Regions from separate parts of the Mus musculus genome. Here region 1 is linked to region 2. Evidence: chromatin contacts called from public Hi-C data. All regions are on one chromosome and are shown on one strand. The core of a region is the stretch at or near the end of the contact, and the rest is flanking DNA. Distances in the headings are between cores, read along the strand shown. Region 1 overlaps Dlgap2 (DLG associated protein 2). Region 2 overlaps Dlgap2 (DLG associated protein 2).

Region 1 (3,541 bases), core at 156-2,655, 110 kb after region 2:
AAAAGAATTCTCAAATCTCTCACGCAGCCAGCCAAACCCTCTGCACAGGGGTGAGATGCTTCTTGCACTTCTGAGCCAATATTATTGAAAGGAGACCACACCTGCCCAGGTTTTCCCCTACAGAGGAGATTGTGAGCCATTGTGGGCCTGTTTGCTTCTGTGGACCCCCACTTGGGTCTGATCTTGGGCCAGCTGCCTGCACCCTTTGTCCAGCTAGCAGTGAACAGGTTATGATTCGTATAGAGTTCCAAAGATAGTGGAAGGCACTTGCTGGACCCAGAGAAAGGATAGAACCTCTCTGTTGTATGGAATTTGGTAGCCTCTGGGCACTGCTACATAGGACTTTGTCTTGGTTTGAGTTTCTATTGCTGCAACAAAACACCATGACCAAAAAGGAAGTTGGAGAGGAAAGGGTTTATTTGGCTTACACTTCCACATCACTGTTCATTATTGAAGAAAGTCAGAACAGAATCTCAAGCAGGGCAGGAACCTGGAGGCAGAAGCTGATGCAGAGGCTATGAGGGATGCTGCTTACTGTCTTGCTTCCCATGGCTCACTCATGCAGCCTTCTTACAGAACCCAGGACCACCAGTCCATGGATAGCACTGCCCACAATGGACAAGGCCCTCCCCCATCAATCACTAATTCAGAAAATGCCCTTCAGCCCAATCTTATGGAGGCATTTCCTCAAATGGTCCCCTACTTTCAGATAACTCGGGCTTGTGTCAAGTTAGGTAAACCTATCCAGCACAGACCCTCTGAGAAATCACAAATACTTTTTGCACCATCCAGAACAGCCACCATCAGCCATGTGTGACTCTCAGTACCAGCCATGTAGCCCAAATGCCTGAGGAGCCGAGTACTCTGTTCACCTTTGAAAAACCTCGTAACAACTCTATTCCTATCAGATGCCTGCCTCATCCAATAGCATGAGATCCCTCCAAGAGGACACAGGTACACTCTCAGAATGTGCCCTGTTTTGAATCACAGAAGGCATATATGACGCCCACTCCTGCAGAGGGACCTGACTAGGACTTGCAGGCATTTGTAGAAAGGAAGCCAGGAGTTGTTATCTGTTGCTTAATGGATCAGGGGTTTGTTTTGAAAACAAGACACAGCATGTATAAAGTCTCTTTGGAGATGAAGGAAGTGCAGATGGGGGTTAGGGAGGCACTCTGTGGATGTTCTAGGCAGCTGGAAGGAGCCCACCCATCTTGAGTAACAACACAGTAACTGGATTTCAGTCAAGGCAGCTTCACAGACTAACCCTTGAAATGGCATCTTCAAAAAAGAAAAAAAAAAGTCATTAGTACTGGCAGCCTGGCTGATGATGGAGTCTGGTGTATCTCCGACAGCCCCGGTTGAGACCAGCTGAGGGATGTTATGCAGCATGACGTCCCTGCATTAGGCAGCTTGCCTGTACCATTTAGTCTTCCAATCAGGCACAAAATCGAGTTTGCTGATGTGTGTAGCTCTCACTGAAACGCCTGATGTTCCCAAATTGCATTCTGGTCAGAAAGGTCTGTGAATTACATACACCCTTCCTGGCCAGGACACAGTGTGTTAGTCCGCACTAGGATTTTCTTTGTTTTATCGTCTTCACGGCCTATTCTCTGGCCATGGCGGACCAAGTATGATATTGTACAAAGGGGGAAAAAAGTAAGTGTATATGTTCAGATAGTGTCTCTGTGAAGTGCAGAGAGCAGAGCTTACTGTTTGTATCGCAGCAACATATTGGAGCTGTCAGCCTATTCTGTATGAAGAAATGGAATCTAAAAGGTCATGTGACTCATCACACGCATCAGCTAGTGAAAGATCAAGTTGTGGTTTGGACCCAGGCCTCCTGGACCCCTTGGTGTTTGTGTTGGAATGGAGCTCAGATCAGATCAACTCTGGTTCCCCGTGCCATCTGCTGCAGTTATTATGTTATTGGATCTTTGATACTGTTTTTTGTTAGTTCCTGAAAATTGATGTAATGACACATAAACTTATAGTCGTTCTGAAAATCAAATCGGACCAATTCTAGGGATTTCTATTCTAATTACTTTCAGTGACCAGAAATAATTTTAATTAATTAGTGTTTTAGTCGCACATGGTAGTGTGACTTTTCCTGGGGTGATATGAGCAAATGTTTTCTCACTCTACATAGAACATCAACAGACCAAATAAACAATTCCACCAAGGTTCAAGTTGGTGAACCAATAAATATTGGGGTTACTTAGAAGATATTCATCAAAGGCAGCTACATGACTGCAAAGCTCACTTCAACCTGTATGAATCATAAAAGCGTCATCCTGGCAGCTCTCTGCATGATATACTGACAGCTTACCAGGTCAGATGGTCTCCTTTCCCCAGCAGTATTTACTGTTTATGTAGTATTGAGGAAGAAGCAGCCTTGTGAGTTTGATATGTTTCAGGAACTTCCTGAGACTTGTGGATTGCCTGTATCCTGAATCTTTTTAATATTATATTTTTGTTAACTCTTTGAAATTCTATATATGCACACAATATTCACTCTCCTCTGCTCCCCCTAATACCTACAGAGTCCATGATCACTTCAACTTTATACTTTCTTTTTCTTTTTTTTTTTATAACCCACTCATTCCACTTTGTGCTGACTATGTATAAATATGTGTGAGTTCATCTACTGGAACTTGATGGAACTATGAGAGGCGACAACCCTAAAAAGCTGACTACTTCTCCGCCCCCATCAGCAGTCATCAACTGTCAGTAGCTCCTCAGTGAGGGGTTGAAGCTCACAGGCTCCTATTCCCTCCCTGCTGGGATGCTGACTGGCTTGATATTGTATAGGTCTTGTGCAGACAATCACATTTGGTGTGAGTTTGTGAGAACATCAGTCCTGTGGTGTTCAGAAGATACTGGTCCTTCCCTGATCCTCCAAGTCTCTGGCTCTTACAGTCTTTCTTCTTCCTCTTCTGTGATGTTCCCCGAGCCTTGGTAGGAAAGTAAATGTGATATCGATTTTCCATTTGTGGCTGAGCACTCAAGTGACACCTGTCCTCTTCACTTTTACCAGTTGTGATTTTCGGGGCTAGCCATAATCCTCTGCACAAAGAGGCTTCTCTGAGGTCTGAAAGCTGTTCTAATCTAGATAGTATGTAGAGGACATTTTGATACTGTAACAGTAGGTTCATAGCTAAGGCCTACGGGCTCCCCAACCATGGTTCATGGTCAAGTTTACAGTACCAGGCATGTGTTTAAGGCAGGCCTTAAATCCAATTAAAAATAAAACAGCTGGTTATTCCCACAATAGCTGCGTCCCTATTGTACCCTGGTGCATATCTTGCCTGGTGGTCATTATTGTAACTTGCAGGCTTCAAGGCTGAGCATGACTGCTGTAACTTCTTTCTTCCAGCACCCGAAATACTTTCTGGTGCTATGAAAGCTAGTCAGAGGGGAAGGGGCTTCCCTATCAAAAACGGCTTAATTTATTCATGTCCTGTGACCACAGTATGGCATATCTTAAGCAATAGGCCCATACCATTGAGTTCTAGTGGATATCCAGTAGCCATTGCAATCA
Region 2 (3,784 bases), core at 725-3,224:
GCTGTGCAGCTAACAGCTGGAGCGTGCGAGGCAGAGAGAATACAGATCTTAGACTCCAGTGAAAGAAGCAAAATTATCCCTCCATCACATTCATCCTGTCTGTAGATTCCGGTCCGGTGACATTGATGAAAATGAGCCGTGTGAAATGAACACGGTATCCCCAGAGAAAGTCGATGCAGGCGCTTGTGGGTTAGGGCCTGAGGATAAGTCACCTTAATGTCAGGCTTGGTCCTTTAGACTCAGTGTTCAGGTGTGGACACCAGGGTTCTCAGAACGTGGGAAGTGTTCAGTCCTCAGGGAAGTCATGATCACCCGTGGTTGTCTTTTGGGGAGCCAGATGTCATCTTGCCAGGCTAGTCTATGTCAAATCTACATGCCATCAATCGCCTAGACCTCCAGACTCACTGTTTCCTTTTCCCAGAGGGTGCTCCCTAGCTTATTATTATTAGACTGATTTCTGTGACCACGGTGAGCCCTGTACCACACAGTTACTGTCACTCCTCCTGTTATTGGTAGTAATGAGGCCACCACAGTAGTGACAGTAAGTACCCCTGCCTCCAGCTGCCGTGATACTCAGGTTTCCGCAGAAAGCGCTCTTTATGAGAGCTCATGCATTTTCCAAAATAGCTAAAAGAAAAAACTCTACCCTTTGACCGAATGCTGCTCTCAGAGCCTAAGACATCAGCTCTTCCAATGACTCTCAAAGCAATTCCAGAGGTGACAGGATGTCCCCACCTGCCCAGCCCCTGTCCTTCTGGGGCCTCAATCCTACACACACACATCTACTCCAGAATATTGGAGAGTATCCACAGCGTGCCTAGTACTGCAACAGCTGAGTACCAGTCGCTAGAAGTTGCTTGGCCGCATGAGAGCATCAGAGACCCTGTAGGGTCACTTTGAGAGCATCTGTAGGGTCACTTTGCTTTTGAGCCCCTGGGAAACACTGAAATAGTTAAGGGCTTTCTGATGCACCAGGACTCTCTGTTCATGGCTTTGTTTAAAAAGGACTTAATTTTTTAAAAATATTATGTGTCTATTGTACAGAAAACAGGGCTTGTTATGGCTTGTATTACACATCCATATGATGGACTTTGAGAAATTCACCCAAACACCCCTCTTTCAAGTAATTTCCAATGGAATATTTTGGGACTTTTTCACTGGCCTGGATCTTGTAATGACTGTCTGTACAGCTGTAGAATGCAGCCTTACCCTTCTCCTTGGTGGCCTGGGTACCCTTCACCCTACTTAAGGTCTCCTAAACGTTTGCAGGACCACTCTCTCAGCTGTCTGTGCCAGGGCAGATCAGTGCCCAGACTGCACCTGGTGGGTCTTTGCAGGGCTGTGTAAGGTGGCAAGAAGGTATCACGATGAAGCAGGAAACACCATGGGTGAATAACATTGTCCAAGTGTAGGCTGCTGCAGGCCCCACCCCTTCTTCCCATCAAGCAAATTTATGACAGCATTGCTACTTGTACCTGGCACCAAACTTCCAACATTTAGTCTCCACTGCACCACACACACAAGGTGACGCCCAAGGACAGTATGGCCCCGTTCTTTCAGCTGGCATTTCATGGGTCAGCTTCTCCCCACACGGGACTTAAGAGTTCTAAGATGACCCAAATTCATCTGACGTCTTTACTGTAGGGCATGTTCATAGGACGTGTGTTTATCGTTCTTAGTGATTTATAGAAATGGAAATATATGCATTGCCTTTTAAAATTACTTTATCTCTATTTTTCCTCCTATCTTCAGAATTAATTTGAATACCCAGCCCTGTAGCCAGCTGCCTGTTGTTGCAGGATACATAAACACTTCAACTTCTGCTGGGCCATAATCATTTTAGGCGAATGGCATCAAATGAATGATATTATTATTTGGCTGGGTATATTCTCGGCTTGCTCCATAGTCTAAGTAGAAACAGAGATTCATCTGGAAGCTGCCAGCAGCTGCTTATTCACTCCTCAGCTCACCGAGCCAACATTCCTCTCCTCACGAGGTCCTGTCTGAGCTATTGGAGAAGTCTCAGTCAGTGACTTCATTCCCACCCAAAACTCTGGCATGAGACAGGATATTTTCCAGGCCCTGTGAATAGAATCCTAAGATAATAAAATAACCAATGCATGGCTCCAAGCAGAAATCTCTGTCCTGACATGTGGGCTAGAGCCAGGCACCTCCTGCCTTTGTTACGCCCTTCTCCTTGGCGTGGTGTCCCCCGTGTCCCCTGTGTGCTTTCTTCCTCTCACTGAACCAGATGAGAAGCAGAAAGAGGGAGGGTCCTGAGATGACATGTCGGGGATTCTGGGAAAATGAAGTCTAGAAGAGGTGAGCACTTAGGACTTAGGGGGGAATCTTATCTATAACCAGGTGTATATTGAGACCCCTCTGAGGAGTATCCAATGGCACCTGTGCTGGCAGGGACAGCAGATGAGAGAGAGCCTCTTTCTCCCCTCCATGGGCACAGCTTTGGACCTGGGACAGGCAGAACAGATCGAGTCTGAGTGCTGATGGCACCAGCAAGGTTTGGCTCCAGTCTAGCCACCTTCGCTGCATATATAACCTTGGCCAGCTGTGTCACTTCTGAGTCTGTTATTCACATCTTCACTGCAGAGGACGGTTATGATCTCCTTGTGGTTCTAAAGAGTAGGTGTGTGTGTGTGTGTGTGGGGGGGGGGTGTCTGCAGCATCCAGTCCATGCAGGGATCTGTTGCACCACTTTATCTCACTGTGCCCCCAGAGCTGTGCCCCACTGAGAGAGCCTAGGCTCCTCTTACCCCCCACCCCCTTTCCCTCTTTCTCTCTCCCTCCCTCCATCCCAGAGCACTGATCTCACTTTCTTGGAAAGCGCTTCAGAGGGGGCCCTGCTGAGCACTGAAGTTTTCACATTGATTTTCCACAGATTTATGTTTTAATTAGGGAAGCTAAGACTTTAGCTTTGAGCACCCTCGCGCATGTCTTCCAGATATTTATTTTAGCTTAAGATGCATGGCCTCACAAATTCCCGAGCTTTTCTTAATTTAGTGCAATTTCAAAAGTGTGTAACTGGGTTCTCTTGCCCTGACTCCTTTCCCGTGATCTTCAAACATTCCGTTGTTCCTCTGGAATTCTGAGGTGCACACACACACACATTCTCACACATATACTCACACACACACACACACACACACACGCACACACACTACACACACACTCACAGACTACACACACACTGACACATGCTACACACACATACACTCACACACACTACACACACTCACACACACTACACACACTCGTACACACACTACACACACACACACACTACACACACACACACTCACACACACTACACACACTCACACTACACACACACACACACACTCACACAAACACACATTCTCACACATATACTCACACACACACACTTCACATACTACAAACACTGACACACACACTGACACATGCTACACACACATACACTCACACACACTACACACACTAGCACACACTCACACTACACACACTCACACACACTACACACACTCACACACACTACACACACTCACACACACTACACACACACACACTCACACAAACACAAACACACATTCTCACACATATACTCACACACACACACTTCACATACTACACACACTGACACACACACTGACACATGCTACACACACACTCACACACACTACACACACTAGCACACACTCACACTACACACACTCACACACACTACACACACACACTCACACACACTCAGTGCTCCAGCCCTGCAGGACACAGGATATAATGCTGCCGG

The links. Hi-C and Micro-C count contacts between places; a contact is called where the count stands out from the background.
Region 1: a contact with region 2 is called in a Hi-C map of the STO cell line, with 2.8 times the contacts expected there. The contact joins two enhancer-like sites. A contact is called at or near these places in 1 of 15 datasets of contacts at CTCF or cohesin (the NIH/3T3 cell line), 6 of 484 Hi-C or Micro-C datasets (the C2C12 cell line, the STO cell line, embryonic fibroblasts and 2 more), 1 of 115 datasets of contacts at active chromatin or transcription factors (the NIH/3T3 cell line) and 1 of 9 other capture datasets (embryonic stem cells).

What each region holds. Positions count from the first base shown.
Region 1 is chr8:14,711,721-14,715,261 of GRCm38.p6, forward strand. All of the region lies in intron 5 of Dlgap2 (DLG associated protein 2), which reads left to right. Among named protein-coding and RNA genes, the nearest start is that of C030037F17Rik, 53 kb to the right of the region's middle. Within about 2 kb of position 1,406, at least 6 of the 459 cell types and tissues checked have an H3K27ac peak or open chromatin away from gene starts, as enhancers often do. A contact at or near this core is called in the STO cell line and muscle stem cells, where this site is marked.
Region 2 is chr8:14,601,542-14,605,325 of GRCm38.p6, forward strand. The region is part of intron 4 of Dlgap2 (DLG associated protein 2); the gene reads left to right. Among named protein-coding and RNA genes, the nearest start is that of C030037F17Rik, 160 kb to the right of the region's middle. Within about 2 kb of position 1,975, at least 43 of the 459 cell types and tissues checked have an H3K27ac peak or open chromatin away from gene starts, as enhancers often do. A contact at or near this core is called in the STO cell line and muscle stem cells, where this site is marked.